Regions from separate parts of the Anas platyrhynchos genome. Here region 2 is linked to region 1. The links are chromatin contacts, called in public Hi-C maps. All regions are on one chromosome and are shown on one strand. The core of a region is the stretch at or near the end of the contact, and the rest is flanking DNA. Distances in the headings are between cores, read along the strand shown.

Region 1 (3,671 bases), core at 677-3,176:
ACTGTCTGAATAGTTTATTCTGGCCCTTTCAGCATCGAGCCTCTTGTGTGACTTTTATTGTCCCCTCAGCTTAGATGTCATTTTTTCCATTCAGTCTCTTCAGGATTATTAACATCTCAGTCTCCACTGTTCCTCTACATCAAGTTTTGCATAAATGCAGGTGGGGACGAGGAAAGAGAGGAAGAGAACGAGGAGGTAGCAGCTTAGTAGGTAACAGCTGCTCAGTGAAGACTTGCTGGGATAAGTTGCTAAGATGGATTGAATCACAGTTATGGTGTTTTGTTTTGTTGTTTTTTTTTTTTGTTTTTTTTTTTTTTTTTTTCCATATTAAATTTTGTAATATAAGGGCAAAATGTAGGGACTTTTGAACTTAGAATCATAGAATCGAATCATCTAGGTTGGAAGAGACCCTTAAGATCATCAAGCCCAACCATCAACCTAACACTGCTAAGTCTACCATTTAAGGATGTCCCTAAGCACCATGTCCATGTGTCTCAAACACCTATAGGGACAGGGATTTCAGCACTTCCCTGTGCAGCCTGTTTCGATGTCTAACCACCCTTTCCATGAATAAATTCTTCATATCTAATCTAAGCCTCTGCTGGAGCAACTTGAGGCAGTTTGACCTTCTGAAGGACAATATCATCAGTCTCCCTTTATGGTGTTAGAAGATAGCATCTTACGGGCTTGTAGGGTGGTTTAGTCAGACAGTGATGGGCAGGCTCATGTGAAATGCACGGCTTGGTGTCATTAACCAAGGTGACTGTACAGGAGGTTTCTATTGTTCTCTGAAACTACAGGGTTCCTCATCTGAGAAAGTAAATGGGAAAGAACCAATGACGGTTTTGAAGACTGTGTTTCTTATAGAAACAATAACAAAAGAGGTGGGTCAAGAGGGGGGTGTCACAGAGGGGTGCAGCTACACATTGCGTTGTGAGATAGCATTCACCAGTCAAAGCAGGCAGCAGACATGCAAATGTAAGTTCTTGGAACTACTGACTGGCATCTGGCTTCCTGCACAGTCTCTTGTGCTGAATAATATGGTTGAGCGTTGGCTGTATGCGTTACTCAAACTTTTCTTTTTGGAATCTGATGACCTATTTTGATATCAGACTGGAAGTAATACATCCAAGAATCCTAAGCCAGTATCTGTTTTTTTTTTTTTTTTTTTTTTTTTTTTTTTTTTGTTTGTTTGTTTGTTTTTTAAATCATATTTTGTAGATGATATAAAAACATCCATACAAAGCACTTCCAAAGAGTGAAGAGTACATGGATGTCTCCCCTTATTGTAGCTTCTGTCCCTGTGTATTGGCAAGGCAAGCTGCCAAAAGAGTAGTGCTGACAATGACACTTGAGTCCTATTGACTTGTGATCTATTTCCCTCCTTGCTTACCTACAACAACGGCCCCAATTTGTTCCTTTCTTGTGTGCCTAAACTCAGTGCTGGGTCTGGGATAAGAAAGTATATTTGCAGTGATTAGTAGAAAACCACATCCATACTGCTTGACTGGCTGCTACCAACCAAGATACGTAATACGTTCCTCCTCCACTTTCCCTTAATGAGGTGTGAATTTGAGTGTAGCTCATCTTCTCACTTCTGTTTCTTAGGAAGAAAGCTGGAATTTTATCTGAGATATTTCCCCTGTGTCCAGTTTGATTGAAAGTGGCTAAGAGATTCAAAAACAGTAGCAGTAGCTGAGATGAACAGACTGTAAAAATGCTTCTTTTTAAGAGCTACAGAAAAAGAAACTAGTGGTGTTCAGGGATCCTCTTGGAAATGTTCTTTTTTCCTCTGCTGGAAGTTAGCTGAGAAATTAAAACTATTTGACTCTGCTGACATTCAGGCAAATAAGGAACCAAAACTGGAAATGAATCATCCTCTTTTCTGCTCTGTCTCTCAAGCTGTTCCCCAAAAGGTGGCAGTCTCTGCTAGCAGGAATGTGTCATGCTCTGACAGATGGGTGCTTTTCCTTGAGGTTCATTCAGTTCTGTGTTCTGCACTGGCTGAGTTTTTTTTTTTTTTTCTCTCCCCTCCTCCCCCATAACCTTTATCTTTCAAATGCGACCAGCAGCCTGTATATTTGACAAATATTTGTCTAGCACTGTAAATGCACACAGACTTAAAAATGACCTTTGAGTTAAACCAGAGCAGATTCCCACATAAAAAGGAATTAGTTCGAGTTACTTTTTTTTTTTTTTTTTTTTTTTTAAGCTGTATAAACAGAAATTATTAGAATGCATGCTATGAATGCTTCATCTCTGCATCTGTGGCTGAACTTCTACAGCTCGTTAAAATGTTATCACAGCTACAACTGTTCCCTGAAGACTGTGCCAGTGGCCTGGACCTGTACTCTCCAGGTATATGCAAAATTCCTGGGCTTCTCTGGTGTTCTCTCAGTTTGGGGTCAGATCTGAAGGACTTGAAGCTGTCCTTGAGTTATAATCCAGACCCCATGAAGCTGGTGCTCCTTGCTTACTGGTGCTGTTCTGATGGCGCTCTATTTTATATCTCTGCCTGGACTCAGTTGCTGCACAGACAAAGTTATTCCTGGGCTATTCCTGGATCTGACAGCAGCTACAAGCCTGTGGATGCTGCTGCAAGATCCAGCCAGTGGTCATCACGGGATGAGGGGAATGCAGTTCATACCCTGACATTTCCATCCCCCTGCCCCCATCACATCCTTATACACATGATTTCCTCATCTACTTCTGTAGTCTTCTCCCTGGAGAGCTCACAATGAATCTAAGGAAAGGAGTGGAAAATGCCTGCCGAAGCAGCTAATTCTGTCCTTCCATTTGGGGACGAGAAGCCCAAGTTTACCTCTTGGGACACTCTCAAAGACATGCACTGGTTGTTGCTTAAAAACAAATGAAAAACAGACTTCCCAGGGTGGATTTTTCCTCTTAGGAGACTGGTGATTGTATTTGAGACCCTTTTTTAGATAGTGGGAAATTAACAAGGGGATTCTAGAAACAAATTCACTGGGCCTGAGCTGTTTTTACTGTGCAGACACTAACGTATCTTTGTCTTTACAGCATGGCAATTCCCACATCAGTCAGATTGGACTAAAAGGATCTTCATATGAATAATAATGCAGACTGGCAGCGTACTTCTAAAAACTTCATTTAGCTAAACAGAAGTATATTGTGTCCGTGTTTCTGCTCCAGGAATGTGTCTCTTATTTTTTTTTCCTCTGCCTTTCAAGTATTCATTGGTTAAGAAATCTGACTTGCCTTCACTCGAACACTAGATAACTTAGAGGGAGAATTTCATTTATTTCTCTGTTTTGTAAAGAATGACAAACCCTGCAAAATTGTGAGTGCAAAATCCAGTACTCTCCTCACTACTGATTTTCTTGAGGATTCTTTGGTTCCACTGTAGACAATTGCATTGAGGCTTCAAATGATGGGATAAATAGTCAAAAGCCAAAGTACAGAAAATGGCTAAGGCCTGCTCCACATCAGAGAAGGCAGATTAGAGCTAGAGAAGGTTCAGAGTAGCAGTGATTGTCAAAGGTTCTGACCAGCTTCTTTGTAACAGCAGATAGATATTGGACTTTTTTTTTTTTTTCCCTTAGGAAAGATACCACTAAGAAAGGATTGATGAAAGACTTATGCTACAGGCCATGAGAAGATGAGTAGGACTTCATTGCTTGCTGCTGCTTACCATA
Region 2 (3,752 bases), core at 942-3,441, 450 kb after region 1:
AGTATCTTTGACCATAATAAATAAACACGAAAAGATGAGCATAAACGTTTCAGACGGCTGGTCAAGCAGGGCACGTTTAAAAATCAGAAGACAGCTAACATCATTCTATTGCACGTCTCGTATAAAGAATATACCATTTAACTGTTTAACTGCAGAAATGTGCACATTCATGTTTCCCGTGCTTCTTTTTGTTTTATTTTCCAGTGTTAAATCACTGTCCCTGAGGCTGTCAGACCAAGGATTTTCCAGCTTTTTTGCACCCCCACCGAGGCATATTAGCCTCTGGGTCTTTAAGATGCAGCAGAAGCTGTTAAACACATTGTGCATGCAGGCAGCAGAATTTGCCTGGTTGGGGCCAAAATCCACCAGAACCCTTTTATCAATTTCAGGCATTTGAAGAAGCACTGCATTAGGTCTATGCACAAAGGTCCAGACCATCTAGGGGAAGAACGAGCATCAGCATCGATGCAGTCAGCTTTCAAGTGATACGAGGACCCCAAAGCATCTCGGATCAGAGGTCAGACCTGCATTTTTAAGGCTTGTCATGACCTCGTCACGGCTTCATCAGTTCACACCAAAGTGAAGAACTCAGTCTAAGAGCTGGCTCTGGGTTTTGCAGTGATGCTCTGTATGGATGTATCTGGCCGGCGGGTTTCAAACACAATAAGACAACAGGACTTGTGTTTATGTAACATAATTTCAGAACCTGAAGTGGTAATTACACATCTCTTACTTAGATGCACCCTATTTTTCTTTCTTCCCGTGTCTGTGGACCACATGCATCAGACACACAGTAACCATGACTATCTCAGTATAACAAAGCATGGAAATAATGAAAAGCCTCCAGAGCTATTACATGCCCTTGGCAACCCAGCTCTGCAATACAGATGTTGCACCCAGAGCGGTGCCACTGCACATCATGTGCACACGTCCGTACCTGCGGCGCGAACACTCACCCAGTCCTCAAAGTGGCGGCTCCCGTTCTGCAGCAAGTCCTCAAACTGGATAGTGCAGTTAGCTACAAAATCGTCGTACCCGATGGGGGCATCGTGGAAAACAGCCATCTCTATCTTCCTGCCGTTGCAAACGTCGGTGACAAATTCGTCGTTCCAAGCGGGACTGTTGGTCTTCTGCTTGGTGGAGGTCTGCCCGATCCTGGAGTCGTCCACATTGAGGGCTATGTAAGGGTCCAGCAGAAAGGTCTGTGGCCTGGGACCCACCGCATGCCTCAGCGACCACGCCGTGGGTTTCAGATTCACCGCCTCGCAGATCTTGATTTTCAGCAAGCCATTGAAAACCACCATGGCTGGACGGCTGCACTTTTCCTGGGATCAAGCACTCGCACAACGCGCTCGCACAGAGAGGGAGGGAAGGAGGGAGGGAGGGAAGGAGGGAAGGAGGGAGGGAGAGAAGGAGGGAGGCAGGGAAGGAGGTCTCGCCAATAAATAGGGGGGCAGGTCTGAGGGGGGGAGCGGGACGCAGCGCGGCTCCGACCCTCGCCGTGCCGCTACCTCTGGTTATTTAGCCTTTGCTCTTGCGACACCCAGTGAATGCATTTATTTTCTCGCCCGTGTTTCTAACGGAAAACAAGGGAGGGGGGCCGCAGGGGAGGGGGAGGCGCCGGCGGCTGCACAAACCCCCCGAAAAGCCGGGCAGGGCAGAGCCGGGGGGCGAGCGAAAGCCTCCTCCCTCCTCCTAGACCATAATCCCGGCTCGGGCCGTGCGAGGGAGGCAGCGCCGCGACCCGAGGCTCCCGCACACGCCAGCCCTGCCCCGGGGCAGCCCCGCAGCGCTCCGCACACACACACAGACACACACACACACACACTCACACGCACAGAGACACCCGCACGAGTCACCGGCCGCCCCCCCAGCCCTGCCTACGGCTCAGCCTCCGCTCAGCAGCAGCAGCAGCAGCAGCAGCAGCAGCAGCCATCCACCCGGGGACCTTCCATCCGCGCCGCAGCCCGCAGCAGCAGCAGCGGCGGCGGCAGCAGCAGCCCCCGCGCCTCCTCCTCCTCCTCGTCCTCCGCCAAGGCCGGGGACCCAGCGCGGCCACCCCCGCGCATGGGGCGCGGAGAGGAGCGGAGCGGGGCTCGGCGGGCTCCGGCTGGGCGGCCGCCGCCCTGGCGATGGGCAGAGCCGCCGCCTCCTTCCCTCCCTCCCTCCCTCCGTCCTTCCCTCCCCGCCTCCCGCCGCCGCTCCGCCGCTCGCTCCCGTGCAGGAAATGCGCAAAAGACGTCAGTGTGCGAGCGGAGTGTGTGTGTGTGTGTGTGTGTGTGTATGTGTGTGCGTGTGTGTGTGTGTGTGTAAGTGAGTGTGTGTGTGAGTGTGAGTGTGCCAGCGGCTGGGCGCCCAAAGTTTGGCTGGCTGGCGTCGGGTGGGGGGGGGGGGAGCAGCGCAGCCCGCGGGGGGCCCCCGGCTGCGCCCGCCTTTCCTCAGCCCTCGTCTCTCGTCTTCCTCCGGGCTGGCCTCCGCGCACTTTTTTTTTTTTATTTATTATCATTTATTATCGTTTACAGCTTTGTTACGGTCGCCGCTGTCGTTGTATTTCCTTCCCTCGTCCCCCTCACGGGATAAAAGTGGCGTAGGAAGAAAAAAAAACAAAACAACACACACACACAAACCATCCCCAACCGCCTTCCTCCCCAGCCCCTCAGGTTTTATTCAAGCACCCGACCGCCCCTCTCCTCCTCCTCCTCCTCCTCCTCCTTCCTCCCCGCCTCGCTGCTCCCCGCGGGTTTTCCGCCCGCCCCCGGCCGGGCCCTGCCTCCCCTCTCCCTCACAGCGCCGCCCTCCGGCGGCCTCCCCGCCGCGCCCCGGCCCCGACCCCCGCTGCTCCGGCCCCTCACGGCCCCGCTTCCTCAGCGGGGCCCGGCGGCAGGCAGCGGCTCCCCCGCCGGGGAAGCGGCCTCGCACCGCCCGGGACAAGGCCGGGAGGCGCCGTCAGAAGGTGGCGGCCCGGCCCGGCCCGGCCCGGCCCGGCCCGGCGGGGCTGCGGGTCACCTGCCTTCCCCCCGCCCCGGCGCTTCCCCCGCAGGAATCGTCGCTGCTGGGTGTGGGAGATGCTGAAAGGAGCCCGGGGGGGGTCTTGTAAAAGGGTGTATGTGCCTCGTTATCGAGCTTATCGCGTAAGATTTCAGTCATGTTCATCGCCATGGTGCTGACAACTGCAGGGAATAACCAGGAAACTACAGCTCTCCCCTCCCCTGCACAAACGTGCATAGACGTGGGCTCCACTTGGTTTCCTCTAGTGAAAAAAATATCGCTGCCTTGTTTATTTTTAGTTACTGATCTTGCCAGCTTTTTTTGTGAGAAAGTCATCAGGATGGACGTAGCCCTCGCACGGTCTTTGAATTCACTTTCATATCAGAATGAAAATCCAGGGCCAGCTCTGCTATGCAAGGGGTGCATCGGCAGTTCAGGCGAGGTGAGAAGCAGCAGCCTGCTGCCAGGATGCGCTCAGGTGAGGACACAAAGGGTTAGCACCGAGTCCTGGCTCTGGACCTGGCATTCCTGAGCGGAAAGCAAAGGTGAAGTAATTACGGATTTCTGCAAGTAATGGCTCAGGAGGCAGGCGTTATATTTGGAGCTGAAGAAATAGCTCCTGTATCTGTGCTTCCACAGTAGTTTCCAGGTAGAAGATACAGTACTAATGAAGCCTAAGGGTCATGAGAGCATTCACGTTAATGGAAGAAAGCCTTTTTGTGCCTATTGCCACTTAATCTACTAGTAAAAGCAGAAGTACAGGA

The links. Hi-C and Micro-C count contacts between places; a contact is called where the count stands out from the background.
Region 2: a Hi-C map of subcutaneous adipose tissue shows a contact between it and region 1, with 3 times the contacts expected there. The contact joins the promoter of PRKCE here to the enhancer-like site in region 1. A contact is called at or near these places in 2 of 8 Hi-C or Micro-C datasets (skeletal muscle and subcutaneous adipose tissue).

The regions. Positions count from the first base shown.
Region 1 is chr3:39,264,080-39,267,750 of IASCAAS_PekinDuck_T2T, forward strand. All of the region lies in intron 3 of LOC110352700 (a long non-coding RNA gene), which reads left to right. Among named protein-coding and RNA genes, the nearest start is that of TMEM247, 20 kb to the left of the region's middle. Within about 2 kb of position 1,927, at least 1 of the 8 cell types and tissues checked has an H3K27ac peak or open chromatin away from gene starts, as enhancers often do. A contact at or near this core is called in subcutaneous adipose tissue, where this site is marked.
Region 2 is chr3:39,716,999-39,720,750 of IASCAAS_PekinDuck_T2T, forward strand. It overlaps PRKCE (protein kinase C epsilon), which reads right to left and starts at 2,192. Exons shown (of 15, transcript XM_005009801.6): 1 at 957-2,192. The coding sequence starts at 1,304.